Regions from separate parts of the Mus musculus genome. Here region 2 is linked to region 1. The links are chromatin contacts, called in public Hi-C maps. All regions are on one chromosome and are shown on one strand. The core of a region is the stretch at or near the end of the contact, and the rest is flanking DNA. Distances in the headings are between cores, read along the strand shown. Region 1 holds the start of Car10 (carbonic anhydrase 10). Region 2 overlaps Car10 (carbonic anhydrase 10).

The links. Hi-C and Micro-C count contacts between places; a contact is called where the count stands out from the background.
Region 2: a Hi-C map of cerebellum shows a contact between it and region 1, with 1.9 times the contacts expected there. The contact joins the enhancer-like site here to the promoter of Car10 in region 1. A contact is called at or near these places in 1 of 39 promoter capture datasets (pre-B cells), 2 of 484 Hi-C or Micro-C datasets (cerebellum and cerebral cortex) and 3 of 9 other capture datasets (adipose tissue, liver and pancreatic islet).

What each region holds. Positions count from the first base shown.
Region 1 is chr11:93,093,991-93,101,173 of GRCm38.p6, reverse strand. Car10 (carbonic anhydrase 10) reads right to left here and starts at 2,808. Exons shown (of 10, transcript NM_001361708.1): 1 at 2,452-2,808; 2 at 888-1,528. The coding sequence starts at 948.
Region 2 is chr11:93,170,120-93,177,302 of GRCm38.p6, reverse strand. The region is part of intron 2 of Car10 (carbonic anhydrase 10); the gene reads right to left. Among named protein-coding and RNA genes, the nearest start is that of Car10, 75 kb to the right of the region's middle. Within about 2 kb of position 3,527, at least 2 of the 459 cell types and tissues checked have an H3K27ac peak or open chromatin away from gene starts, as enhancers often do. A contact at or near this core is called in cerebellum, where this site is marked.

The sequences.
Region 1 (7,183 bases), core at 1,559-4,058:
CTGCACCAAGAAAGATACATCTTGGAAATGACAGTTCCTCCCAACACAGGATACTAAGATACAGGCAAGCACAAACCCTGCCTTAGTCACCTCAACACCCACCCTGGGGGGGGGGGGGGGAGCCACAAGCTGGCACAAGTAGCCTGTGATCAGCAACTGAGCCAGCACATTCTTGCTACTGGGAATTAAGACCTTAATCTAAAGCAGCATTTCTAATACTGTATTGTTTCAGGTGTGTTTGCGGTGGGAGGGCTATGCCACTGGGTTTCAGACACCAGGATACAGTCTTCAGCACCTGGAGAAGGTAGATGGAGGGGTAGGGGGTATTCCCCAGTCTCGCATCTTCCTGCAGTCACTTTAAAGCGCCTAGATACCAAACCAAGGCTCTGCATCTATTTTGCCAGCAGGAACCACTGAGTTTGGGAACTTTGGAAGCCAGGGGTTGGGGGTGGGGGATACCAAGGCTCAGATTTCGGCGCCAGAGTTCTCAGCCAGGAAAGCAGTTGAAAATCAACACCCATTTGCCTCCTCATTTTCAGTCTCCATCCCTTCTCCCTTCCAGGACGCTACAAAGATCCTACCCATAGCGGCACACCTACACACACCTACACACACACACACACACACACACACACACACACACACACACACACACACAGAGTCACACATATATGGACACACAAGCCCGTGCACACACCCTTGGGCTTAGAAGGTCTTTGATTCATAAGATAGCAAAGCCACAGAACGAAAAAGGCCCGTGCCACCTCTTTGCTTCCCGCCCTAAGTCTGCACACGATAAAAATAAAAATAATAATAATAATAACCACACATTCTAAACACCACCACAGAACACACCACCCCGCCAGCAACCCCAGCACGTCCCGTACCTGATATGCAGACGATGAAATTGGCTTGAAGAAGAAAAAGCACCTCCCAGACTATTTCCATCCTCTGATTCTCATTCCAGGTGCATCACTCGACGGGAAAACAGGGGGGAAGGGGGGAGCCCGACACGGTACACACATACACACACGCACACTCTCTCCAGAGAGCGCACACTCGCGCTCCCACCCGACAGCCGGCCAGGGACAGGCACCCCCAAGATCAATAACGCAGTTTGAATTGTTTCGGCAAATCTCCCCTCGGGCTCTTCGGATGTACTCCCCAGATGTGCTGACACATGTCCGATGCCTCGTTGCCTCGGAGGTCTCCCCTCTCTTGTATCTCTGCTCCTCTCACCAGTGGCAGAAATGGCACTTGCGGCGACCGCGGTGGCGGCGGCGGCAGCCACCTGAAGCCAACAGCACTGGGCTTTTCCTGCAAAACCGAGACCCCGATCCGCCGGGCGCCCCAAGAAGACATAGACAACAGCCCCCCGCTGGGCCGAGCTGTAGAGTTCTGGGCTCTTGCTCTCTTTCCGTAGGCTAGCTGAGCCCAGGTAGTCCGCGACAAGTTGCCCTCGAAGTCCGCCCCCCTTCACCGGGGCATGGTCAAAGGGTGACTGCTGTCTCTGATCAGGCCAGTTCTCCTGCTTCCGGAGGGGTGGGGAGAGAGGAGCAGACACCGCACACAGAGAAAGAAAGAGAAGCGGGGATTATTGCCCGCAAACACAGGTCACCAGCTGCCTCCGTTGACCCTCCCTGCTCCCCAAGTCCTCGAGCCGCCTGCCGCCTCCAAGCTGGCTTCAGGCGATGCTTCCAGGACGCCGAGCCCAAGGCTAGGCTCCCAGGACTGGGGTGCGTCGGGAGTCTCACTGACTCCCCCTCGTTGCACGCGCGCTTTCCGCTTTTCTGCTATTTTCCAGGGCTCCCCAGACCCCGCAATTGCCTCGCTTCCATCGCCCGCAACTAGCACCGCCGCCGAGATTTTCCGCAATGCAACTGCAGGGGTCGTTATTTCCTCGCCTACGGATCCCGACGCCTTCCCACTTGGAGAGGAGGAGGGCAGGTGGGGGCGGGAGCACGAGGAGGAGGGGAAGGAGAAGGCTCGGCCAGGTGAGCTTCCGTGCGGCCGCCCGGAGTCCCCACGTCAGCGGGGCGGCCAGGCACCCGGGGGCGGAGGCAAAAAGTCCGTCCCGGGGAGGGCGGCGAGGACATAAGGAGCAGTAGCTGGGAGTCAGCACTTCAGGCCACTGCCTCGGCCGGGACCCTAGGCGCCAGCCTTGGAACTCCGCCCCGCCCGGCTGCCCCGCTTCCCCTCCAGGAGCTTGGAGTTTCTTTTTTCTTTAAAAAGAACTTCTCGGCTGTTCGCTCACTACAGAAAAGCCGTGCGGGACTCATCTTGGAAGGACTGCGCTGTGCTCATTCCCTCTGCAGCGGAATTTGAAGGATTTTTTTTCTTTCTTTCTTTCATAATCCATTCCCTGCCCTCTCCTTTTCGTCCCTCTCCTGCTCCCTCCTTCCCCCCCCCCCCGCCCCCATCCTGCTCGGATGCCAGAAGAAAGCTACTTACCCCACAGTTCTCTTCGCAGATTCCCTGATCAGGTGCAACTCTTGCCCGCAAGTCCCTCACCTCCCTCCTCTCGCAACGGACACTCTAAGTCCGGGTACCAGCGGCCGCCAACCGCATCCCTATCAGAGCAGCTACGGGAGAATCCGATACCATCGGAAACCCAGGCCTCCCGGGAAACGGGTTTCCCTTCTTGTTTTTCTTTCACCGTTTTTCTTTAGAAAAGCTCTCAAACGCTTTGGTGGCTTTTGATGGACCCCGGGATACTCTCGGTCAGCGACACTCAGCAGCTTCCAGGGAAGGAGATTTTCCCCCAGCAAGCCGGCGCGCGCGCACTCTTGCCCAGCGCGCGGCTCTCTCGGGCCCCAGGGGAAGGAGGGGGCGGCGAGAGCACCACCCACCACCCAGGCGGAGCCGGAGCCGCCGGGTCTGCAGAAGGTCTAGCCCTGGAAGGGCGGCCTGGGAATGCAGTGCGGATGCAGGGTAAATGCTAGGAAATCCTGCGCTCCGGACTGCTCGCCTAAAAGGGCTAGGGGTGAACAGGGAAGGAAAAACTGCAGCAGATTTGTGTGCGTCTATCAAGGCAGGAGTGGCTGGCGGAAAGCCCCAGACCTACCTCTTTTAAGGGTGCTGAAGAAGAAGAGGGCAGGGCAGAGGGAATCCCTGGAAAGATCTGGGGTTTGTGGAGAAGCTTGTCCGGATACCCAAGTGTGACGTTGGGAGGCTTTGCATAAGCGCGGATGGACACACACAACAAACACACGCACAACCCACAGGGAATATTTTTGTACTTTTAAATTGCTGATGCTTAGAAGCTGTTTCACTGTGAGCCTCGATCTAATAAGCATAGAAAGAGTGGAGAAGTGGAAAGGAAGAAGGTGGGAAAGAACCATGTTTTTTGATCTGCACAGTAGATGCAGCAAACACAGCGAACATCCAGACTGTGTGGCATCTAAGGGTGCGGCATAAGAGCCAAAGTAGTTACACCAGAGGGCTCCCCGGATTCTTGAATGGAGTCTAGGAAGTCTAGAGATTCTCTGTACTGGGAAGTCGGGCGTCATGAGACCCGGAGGGGAGCAGTGGGGGTGTGGGGGCTGGCGCTGAGAGAGGAAGGAAAGCAGCTAGCTGACTGCAGAAACCAGAGTGTGCGGTTCTGCAGCCTCCGGGGATCCTAAAAAAGAACCGCTGGCAGTCTTGCCTACTCTTTAAGAAGGAGGTGTGGCCGAGGGAATTTTTTCCCCCCTCTGAGACGACAGCCAAGGACTCCAGGTGGCCAACGCATTAAAAATCGAGGCTCGGATGAAATAAATCCATGCTTTTTAGGTAGAGAACTTTGAGACTCAGCAGGAAAGACATTGAGACTTGAGAACATTAATAGAATCAGAGACGGTGAGAATTAGCCCATTTGGGAAACATAGAGGGGAGTGTTTGTCTCCGTGTCTTGAAAGTAGACTGCATGAAAGGGATTTTTTTGAGCAGAGAGAGAAGAAAGCAGTTTGCCAAATGTGAACAGAGCCATCGTAGGTCAGCACCACGGATAGCGACCTACCTTCTGTGATTCCAAGCTGGTTTACTGACAGCAGGAGAGCTTTCTCTCTGGATGTGCAAGCAAAGTGACTGGGTTTTATACCACATAACCATTCATTTATTAACGGATTATGCAAATATCAAGTGACTGACTTATATACATCAAGCATTGTAGTACAGTGTTGTGGTTTTAAAACTGAAAAGCACGATGGGTGTTTATCACAGAGCTCAGAGATTGTGCCTTCCTGTACATTTTGCCTTAAGACCAATGCTAGTAAATAATAGTTCATCCCTTTCTTTCCTGCCTAGACCTGCCACTGTCACTGTAAACGTTTAATTTATCATTGTTTATAATGTATTTAAAAAATAAACTCATGAGATTATTTGTTAGTTAAAAAAATGTATTGATTGATTTCCATAGACCAGGCATTGATGAGTCTCTAGCATGAATTATCTCACTTAGTCATCATTAACATCCCGTCTTGGTCCATTTGTGATGCTTTCACAAAATAGCACAGCCCACAAAATTTATAAATAATTTTTTACACTCCTGGAGGCTGGGAGAGGGCTGAGGTTGGGACATTCCACACTGAGAGAAAGGGTTCTTTCTATGTCCTTATACAACAGGAGACAGAAAGACAAAATATTTTAAAGCACTTCCCATGATAGTTTTATAAGGGTAAATCCTTCCATTCGTGAATGTAGAATCCTTATGACCTAATCATTTTTCTACAGGTCTACCTCTCATATAAGCACATTGGAGATTCGATTCCAACATGAATTTTGGAAGGCACACATTTGAGCCACCATAGCAGATCCCTGTACAATACATATCTTATAAAACAATCTCAGAGTCTCTATTTACCTCACAACTACTAACAGGTAGTACAGAGATTACGTCTGGGAAGTCCAGACTATGCAAATTCATTTCATGCTTGAGAAAACGAAATGCATCACCGTGAAGGAAGTGTTGGGAGCTTAGGGAAAGTCTAAGTGTTCACACCACACACATAGAGACAATCAAAGTCGGGCTGAAAACATACTGGCAGGTTATGTAACTTCAAAGTTACTTAAATTAAAATCAAGAGAGAGAGAAAAGATTACTGGCAATTGGGAACAGACCAGAGCATTTCTAACTAGGAGTCTAAAGGCCAATTCTCTTACACTTGCAATCTGGCAATAAACACAACATGCCCCCAGTGTTTAGGTTTCTTACTAGAGTCTCCTAAAGAAATAACAATATTTTCTTAAGTGTTTTCTAGGATTGATCTGTATGTTTCATTTTAAACAGTGAAACCCTCTCGTTAAATCCAAATAAAAACTCAGTGAGAAAATATTAAGTAGGAATCTTTAAATACAGTACTTTTTATTCCTAAGTGAGTGCAGTGCTCTTGACAGCCAGAAGAGGGCATCAGATTCCCTTGAGCGGGAGTAATGGGTGATTGTGAGCCATTGGATGTGGGTGCTGGACACTGAATTCAGATCTTCTGAAAGAGTAGTATGACACTGAGACATCTTTCCAGACCCTTATATCCAAATCTTTATGTCTTTTGAAATCCTCTTCCAAACCTGCTTTCATCTTATCTCATTTCTAGTCCTTTAATTTCTCCATTACAAATTCAGTGTAAGTGTTTTACAAAATTGAGTAGAGTTTTGGTGAAGCTCAACCGTGAGATACAGTATCAGTTGCCTTTAGACTTTCGAAGAAATACAGTTCCATTTCCCAGGAGGATGACACTGAATTTGGTGGTGATGGTGGTGGTGGTGTGTTATCTTCTTTTATATTCACTTCTCTAAAGCAAGTGACTCACCTGATTGGTCAAACTTGTAAAAACATAGCATACTTGTTTGGATATGTTTCTTAAAAGTAGTTCATATGGAACTAGAAGGTGAAGACAATCATGGGGGTTTTTTTTTGTTTTGTTTTGTTTTGTTTTGTTTTTGATTTTGTTTTTGTTTTTTGTTTTTTTGTCTTTTTTTTTTTTTTTTTGCTCTCCTACTAGCCTGCGTTCAAGTACAAAGGGCTCACTGTGTCCTTTAGGCTTCACCCTCATCTCTCTCACACTCTTTGAGACAATGTCATGCTATTTGCTAACTTTGGCCTGAGCCTTACTTTGTATGTATGTTTCATTCCCCCATGTCCTATCTACTACCTTGAGAAGAGTGGAGTCAGAAAGACCTTTGTTCTGTTGCAGTGACTACATCTCTGAGGTCAGCCACAATCAACCATGTGTGTGGAAAAGAATATTTAGAGCCTACTTTATATAACTAACCACCTATACAGGTGATTTCACTAGTTCTGAATTTGAGAGAAACAGTTGGAAAAACATCATTTTAATTTTTATTTAAATGTTTTTATCTAAGGTGCATATACACATAGAATCCCTATCAAAAGTTGAAATTACTTAAAGACAAAATATATGTCATGTTCATGGATTAAAAAGAACTCAATAATATTAAAATAATAGTTTCATCCAGGTATATTATGAGTTAATATGGTCCCAACTACAATCTCAAAAAATTCAGGCATGACGGTACATACTTATAATCCCAGCATCTCAGAGGGTGAGACGGGGGTATTTTGAGTCTAATGGCAACTTGGGCTATCTCAGCAAACAAAACCAGACTGCAGCAAAATGTACAGAAAATAAATAAACTGTCTCTAAAATCTATATGAATTTGCAAAGGACCTAAAACATACAACGCACATTTGAAAAGAAAAAACTACAAGATTCAAACTATCTGACTTCAGGACTTATAAAACTTCAATAATCAAAACAGCGAGGCAGTTGTATCAAGACAGAGAAATAAATCAATGAAACAGAAGAGCAGAGAGTCCAGGAATAGAATGTCACACATTCATTCAGCTGATTTTCACTGAGTGCAAAGTCATTTCCTTAGAGAAAGAATGATCATTTAGGTGTGGTGAGCCAAGGAAGCTCTGAGTGGATGGGTATGGTGTGGGTGAAGTGAATGTGCACTGTTGATACGGATTTGGCCATGTCAAGGATCAATATCTCAAGTCCATAGGATTTGATAACACTTGGTCACTGTCCCTGGGGGTAAGGCTCAGAGGGACAGCAAAGACTCCTTCTGGTCTGAGTTCAAATGTTAACAGCATGTGCAAGAATGAGTGTTGACAAATGATTGATCACTGTGTGCAGGAAATGCAGCTCCTTAGATGTTTACAGCCTGACAGTTGCTCCTA
Region 2 (7,183 bases), core at 2,278-4,777, 75 kb before region 1:
TAACCTCATTTAAAGTTCTGCTCCCTGTCACAAGGGGTTTATTTTAGATGAAACACCTACAGAAGTGCAGGGTTCCCATTTAACACCTCCTGCCAGATGCTGGCAGTCATCTTGTTGTTTGCATCTGATTTTCTGTGAGTGGAGGGATGACTGAGAATCCCTCAGAGCAGACAGGTGCACAGAGAGCAGCCTCAGCTTCTCCAGGATCTCGGCTCCTCTTTGCCTAAGGACTGCAATCTCCTTGATTTCTTTGCTTAATGTGCAATCAGCCCCTTGGGGAAAATAGTGATGATGATAATAATAATAATAATAATAATAATAATAATAATAATAATGTCCTAATAATAAAAGCTGCCACCCCTGTCAGATGAGATACTTACAGTCAGGAAAAATACATTTCAGTCATCTTTGTTTTTTTGTTTGTTTGTTTCTTTGCCCCAGTTTGAACTTGGGGGTTTCAAAAGAAAGCCCAGACTGTCAGATAGACAGCAGAGATGGGATAATCATTGATTTTACCCCTTTCTTAAGGATTAAAGAAATTGGAGCACAAAGACTTTTTTTCATATGTATTATGTATTTTTAAACATTCCCTTTTATTTAACACTCCAGATTTTATTCCCCTCCCAGTCCACTCTCCAACTGTTCCACATTTCACACCTCCTCCCCTCTCCACCCCTTGTCTCCATGTGGATGTCCCAACCCCACCCTACCTGACCTCTAAACTTCCTGAGGCCTCCAGTCTCTTGAGGGTTAGGTGCCTCATCTCTGAATGAACACAGACATAGAAGTCCTCAACTGTATGTGTGCGTGGGGGGGGGGGGCTCATATCAGCTGGTATATGCTGTCTGTTTGGTGGTCCAGTGTTTGAGAGATCTTGGGGGTCCAGATTAATTGAGACTGCTGGTCCTCCTACAGGATTGCCCTTCTCCTCAGTTTCTTTCAGCCTTCCCTAATTCAATAACAGAGGTCAACTGCTTCTGTCTATTGGTTGGATGCAAATATCTGCATCTGACTCTTTTAGCTTCTTGTTGGGTCTTTCAGAGGGCAGTCAAGATAGATCCCTTTGTGAGCTCTCCATAGCCTTAGTAATAGTGTCAGGCCTTGGTACCTCCTCCTAAGCTGAATCCCACTTTGGGCCTGTCACTGGACTTTTTCCTCAGGCTCCTCTCCATTTCCATCCCTGTAATTCTTTCAGACAGGAATAATTATGGGTCAGAGATATGACTGTGGGATGGCAACCCCGTCCTTCACTTGATGTCCTGTCTTCCTGCTGGAGGTGGGCTCTATAAGGTCCCTCTCCCTATTGTGGGACGGTTCATCTAAGGGCCCTCCTTTTGAGTCCTGGGAGTCTCTCACTTCCTAAAAGGCCATATAAGGGATGCTTTTGTCTTTGAAAACACACACACACACACACACACACACACACACACACACACGCACGCTTGCTTTTTCCCAAGTGCTGAATTTGCTACTGTAGTACAAGAACAAAGTAGGTAGTTTGTAAATACATGCCCATTGCCCTGTGCCAATAACAAAAGCCACAAGTTACAGTTTTCTGAAACTCACTTTAAACCTAGAAAGATAATTTATTTTTCTGGTCATGTGATTTTAGTTCTTACTCAAACATTTAGAAGCCACTTTAGAAAAGGAAAGCGGCAATCTATGAAGTTATAACTAATACATATGGTATTTGATTAACACGCACTGTGGGATGTATGTACAACACTAAATACTTTCCAGACGTTTGAATTTTGTCATCTATGTCACATTCAAGATGCCATGGTCCCTACTTTGTTTCTGTTGGAATCAAACAATGAGGTTGGAAGAGATTCCTAAGAGTGGCTAAGTCATCACACACTGTGTTTTCACACCAGCCAAAACGAAGCCGGAACTCTCTCCTCCTGCTTTATTCCTCCCATAAGTGCACAGTATATGTCTCTGGGTGACTCTAGGGAATTTCACATGTCACCATGGACAAAATAATTCGACTTTCACACGTTAAATCTTTCTCATCATCTTTTGAGATTAACTCTTGCAATCCCTCTCTTTTAAGAGCTGTAAAATAAATCGAACATCTCAGCTGACATAGATTCAGAAAAAAAAAAAAGAAGAGGAAAAAACTGAAAATACATTCATGTGCAAATTATGGTAATCATTAATGGCAATATTCAAGACCCAAACACGATATCACGTAGAGGAGAGATGATGTGAGGAGGCACGTAGTCCACAAGGGAAGAGAATAGAAATGATCCAGTCAGCATGAGAAAAGAGATGTTAGTAAAACTGCAACTTCAGTTAAAACATATCCCACATGCCCTAAGTATGCACACTGTAGGGATGAGTTTGCATACTCTGGAACTCAGTAGGTCACACATACCCTGGATGGTTCATGTTCAGAAAGGATGGAGCCAAACATATGGAGGAGACATTTAGAAGACATGCTACTTGACTACGTCATAATAATGTGACAGACCTCGAGAGCCATGAGTGGTTGTTTGTCTGAGAAATTTTTTTTTCTCCATGCAAGGTGGTTACTTAAGGAAGGAATCATGGTGTCCACTGACTATGGCAACACTATGTGTTGGAAGTAAAAAAAAAAATCGTTCTGACATTCTATGCATGGTGCAAAGTTATATATTCCAATACTTCACAGTCTTCTCTTTAATATTTAACAGGGAGTCTGTCTTCTATGAGGGAAGCAGACTAGCTGAGAGGGTATAGCTCACCACAGGACACAAGTGCCTATCTCAGCACACTTCAGGGCACCTATGGACTGGCAGGGATACTTTCCTTCCTCTAGAACTTCACCTTTATAATTCCCTAGCAGGCCCCACTATCCTTTATGTATGTCCAGTTTATGTGTTATTATACATGTTAGCATTAAGACTTCACTCAATAATTCATCTGCTTCTATGTCAGACTTTCATATATTAAATTATAACTTCCTTAAGGACACAGATATACCTGATTTTATAGCCCCATGAGTAATACAAAGGCTGGCACACTACAGGTAAAAGTTAGGTGAATCCATAATAAATACTTGAGTAAAAATGTCCATTATGCAATCTTGGAGCCTAAACTGTATGATCGCTGGGTGATTTCAGTCTATCCAAAGACTTGTTGGTATGATGCCTATATTTGTACCAGAGGGAATGTAGACAAAAGTGTTTTCAAATTGGTTGACAGTCCCATACCCTCTTGACAGATGGAAAAGCACCAGGGGCTGACACTCTGCCTGGGGAAATGAAAGCCAGTGCAAACCCACTTCTATTTTACACAGTATGTTTCATTTAAAAATGAGAGGAAAAATGCCATATCTGGACTGTTTATTTTGTTTTTAACCATTCCTTATTTTTTTGAATTTGAAAGACAAGTAAAAAACTCAACATTTTTTTTCTCTTCACATTCACAGACCTGACTTCTGACCAAAAAAGGGGGGGGGGGGCAAAATACCCAGAGCATCACCAATTGCAATTGGGAGTAACAAAGCAACCTCTCAGAGCAGAAGGAAAAGGCTAGGTAAGCATCAATCCAGATGATGTCAATACTATATTTGTGTTGGGTGGATAAGAAAAAGGAGTCAGTGTGGGACAACCTGCATGAGATCATGGTTAGCAGGTCCAAAGGTAACCAGAGCTGAAAATCAATGAGAAAACCTCTAACAAGTCTGATTATTAGCCTGCCTGCTAAAACCTACTCATTAGTTTTTAAGCAACATAGATGTGGAAAGTGTGAGTGATCCATAAAGATGCAAAGAGAGATTCTACTGGAGATGTAGGACAGAGCTAGCAAAATTAGTGATGACAGCTTCCATATGGGTGATGTTGGTGAAGATACTGACCATGACCTGCTCATGAGCTGAGTGAATGAAAATAAGACTCTCTCTCTTTCCCTCTCTCCCTCTCTCCCTCTCTCACCTGTGTGAGTAGAGTTAGGAGATGTTACTATTGCTTAGCTGTGACTAAGGAGACAGGGATCTACAGGCTTTAAGTATAATGTGAAACTGAGTGTTCCATTCAAGAGGATAGATAACAGGAAGATACCAAGTCAACTGTGAATATAGATGAGCTCTTTGAAGAGTTAAGATGAGACACATCCATCTGACTCACAGGTTCTATACAAAGCCACAAGATTTAATAAGGTCACCTAGAGGAATGTAAAAGAAACATGTACAGGATCCAGAAGGGACTCACACTGGACCTCGGGGATGTCCAAGATTTAGAGGTGTGTAGAGGGGGAATAGTCTTCAAAATGAGATAGAGAAAGATGCCAGTAAGCATGAACAGGAAAGTATATGTGACAAAGTCATTGTATAGTATCATTTTTGTGCCTATTTTTCTTTCTCTCTTTCTCCTATTTCTGGATTTTTCTGTTCTCTCTCTCTCTCTCTCTCTCTCTCTCTCTCTCTCTGTTTATCCACATTTTTATTTTACAACTGCTTTATATTTATAGAAGCATTACAGGTATACTACAGCTATAATACTTATTTCATAAATAATCTTTCTTTACTATTTTTATATTGTATTGTATGGCATGCTTATTTTATCAATGAACTAGTATTAATTTAGTTTTACTAGCTAAAGTACATATCTTATTTTCAACCCATATGTTTGTAACCTACTGTCCTTTTTCTGTTCCAAGATACCCTACTGTGCTTATCTGGCATATATTCTAGGCTGTCCCATGGCTGCAACAATCTAATTAATTTAAATATTTAAAATGTGTACTACCAGTCTGTTGGTCTAACTGAATTAGACATGTTACAAAAGTAAATGTTATGCCTTATCTATTACAATAATAGGCACACTGATGTCAAATAAAAGTGTGTTTAATAAACTCAAGGGAGAGTTAAAGACAGAAAAGAGCACTTAGAAATGTTCTTCAGGACAAGTCCCTTCCAGTCGGCTCCAGCACCAGGTCACCTTGGGCATGGAGTTGGCGGACACCCCCAAGGTCCCTAGAGGACTCTCCATGAGTTCTTAGGACCACTGGTGAGTGGAGCACAACTTCTGTTCCAATCCAATCGACGGACCTGAGACAACATTAGGGAAGCAGAAAACTCGGACTGACCAGGATCACAAGTCCCTTCCGGTTGGTGCCAGTACCAGGACACCTAGGGCATGGAGTTGGTGGACAACCCCAAGGTCCCTAGAGGACTCTTAGGACCACTGACCAGTCAGCTCCTCAATCCTCAAAGGAGACACCACTTCCAGGATCCCAGGATAAAAGGAGCTTGGTCAAACCAGTATTTCAGAGGTCTCAGAGGAACTTGACTGCCAAGAACTCTGACACACCCAGAATCTCAGGTTCACAGGAGCCCACAAGCAAAGAACCATAGAGACAGCTGGACTCTGAGGAGCCCTGAATCAACTGGGATTATAGGAGGACAGGCTCCAATCAGATATATTGAGGTCAGCAAGTACTTGAGATAATAAGACAGCAGGAGGCAAGCTTAAGAACAGAAGCAACAGAAAACAAGGTTACTTGACATCATCAGAACCAAACTCTCCCACCACAACAATTCCTGGATACACCATCACACCAGAAAAGCAAGACATGGATCTAAAGTCACTTCTAATGATGATTGTGGAGGACCTTAAGAAGGAAATACAGGAAAACACAGGTAAACAGCTAGAAGCCTATAAAGAGGAAACACAAAAATGCCTTAGAGAGTTACAGGAAAACACTACCAAACAGGAGATGGAAGTAAACAAAACCATGCAGGATCTAAAAAGGGAAATAGAAACAATAAAGAAAACCCAAAGGGAGACAATTCTGGAGATAGAGACCCTACAAAAGAAGTCAAGAACCATAGATGCGAGCATCAGCAACATAATACAAGAGATGGAAGAGACAATCTCAGGTGCAGAAGATTCCATAGGGAACATGGACACAACAATCAAAGGAAATGCAAAATGCAAAAAGATCCTAACTCAAAACATCTAGGAAATCCAGAACACAATGAGAAGACCAAACCTATGGATAGTAGGAGTAGATGAGAATGAAGATTTTCAACTTAAAGGGCCAGCAAATATCTTCAACAAAATTATAGAAGAAAACTTCCCAAACCTAAAGAAAGAGATGCCCATGAAAATACAAGAAGCCTACAGAACTCCAAATAGACTGGACCAGAAAAGAAATTCCTCCGGACACATAATAATCAGAACAACAAATGTACTAAATAAAGACAAAATATTAAAAGCAGCAAGACAAAAAGGTCAAATAACATATAAAGGCAGGCCTATTAGAACTACTCCAGACTTCTCACCAGAGACTATGAAAGCCAGAAGATCTTGGACGAATGTTATACAGACACTAAGAGAACACAAAGGCCAGCCCAGGCTACTATACCCAGCCAAACTCTCAATTACCATAGATGGAGAAACCAAAGTATTCCATGACAAAACCAAATTCACACAATATCTTTCCACGAATCCAGCCCTTCAAAGGATAATAACAGAAAGGAAAAAAAAGCATGGAAACTACGCCCTAGAAAAAGCAAGAAAGTAATCCTTCAACAAATCTAAAAGAAGATAGCCACAAGAACAGAATGCCAACTCTAACAACAACAACAACAAAAAGGAAGCAACAATTACTTTTCCTTAATATCTCTTAATATCAATGGACTCAATTCCCCAATAAAAAGACATAGACTAACAGACTGGCTACACAAACAGGACCCAACATTTTGCTGCTTACAGGAAGCCCATCTCAGGGAAAAAGACAGACACTACCTCAGAGTGAAAGACTGGAAAACAATTTCCCATGCAAATGGTCTGAAGAAACAAGCTGGAGTAGCCATTCTAATATTGAATAAAAATGACATCCAACCCAAAGTTATCAAAAAAGACAAGGAGGGGCACTTCATACTCATCAAAGTTAAAATCTTCCAAGAGGAACTCTCAATACTGAATATCTATGTTCCATATGCAAGTGCAGCCACATTCATTAAAGACACTTTAGTAAAGCTCAAAGCACACATTGCACCTCACACAATAATAGTGGGAGACTTCAACAACACCCTACTTTCATCAATGGACAGATCGTGGAAACAGAAACTAAACAGGGACACAGTGAAACTAACAGAAGTTATGAAACAAATGGATTTAACAGATATCTACAAAACATTTTATCCTAAAACAAAAGGATATACCTTCTTCTCAGCACCTCATGGTACCTTCTC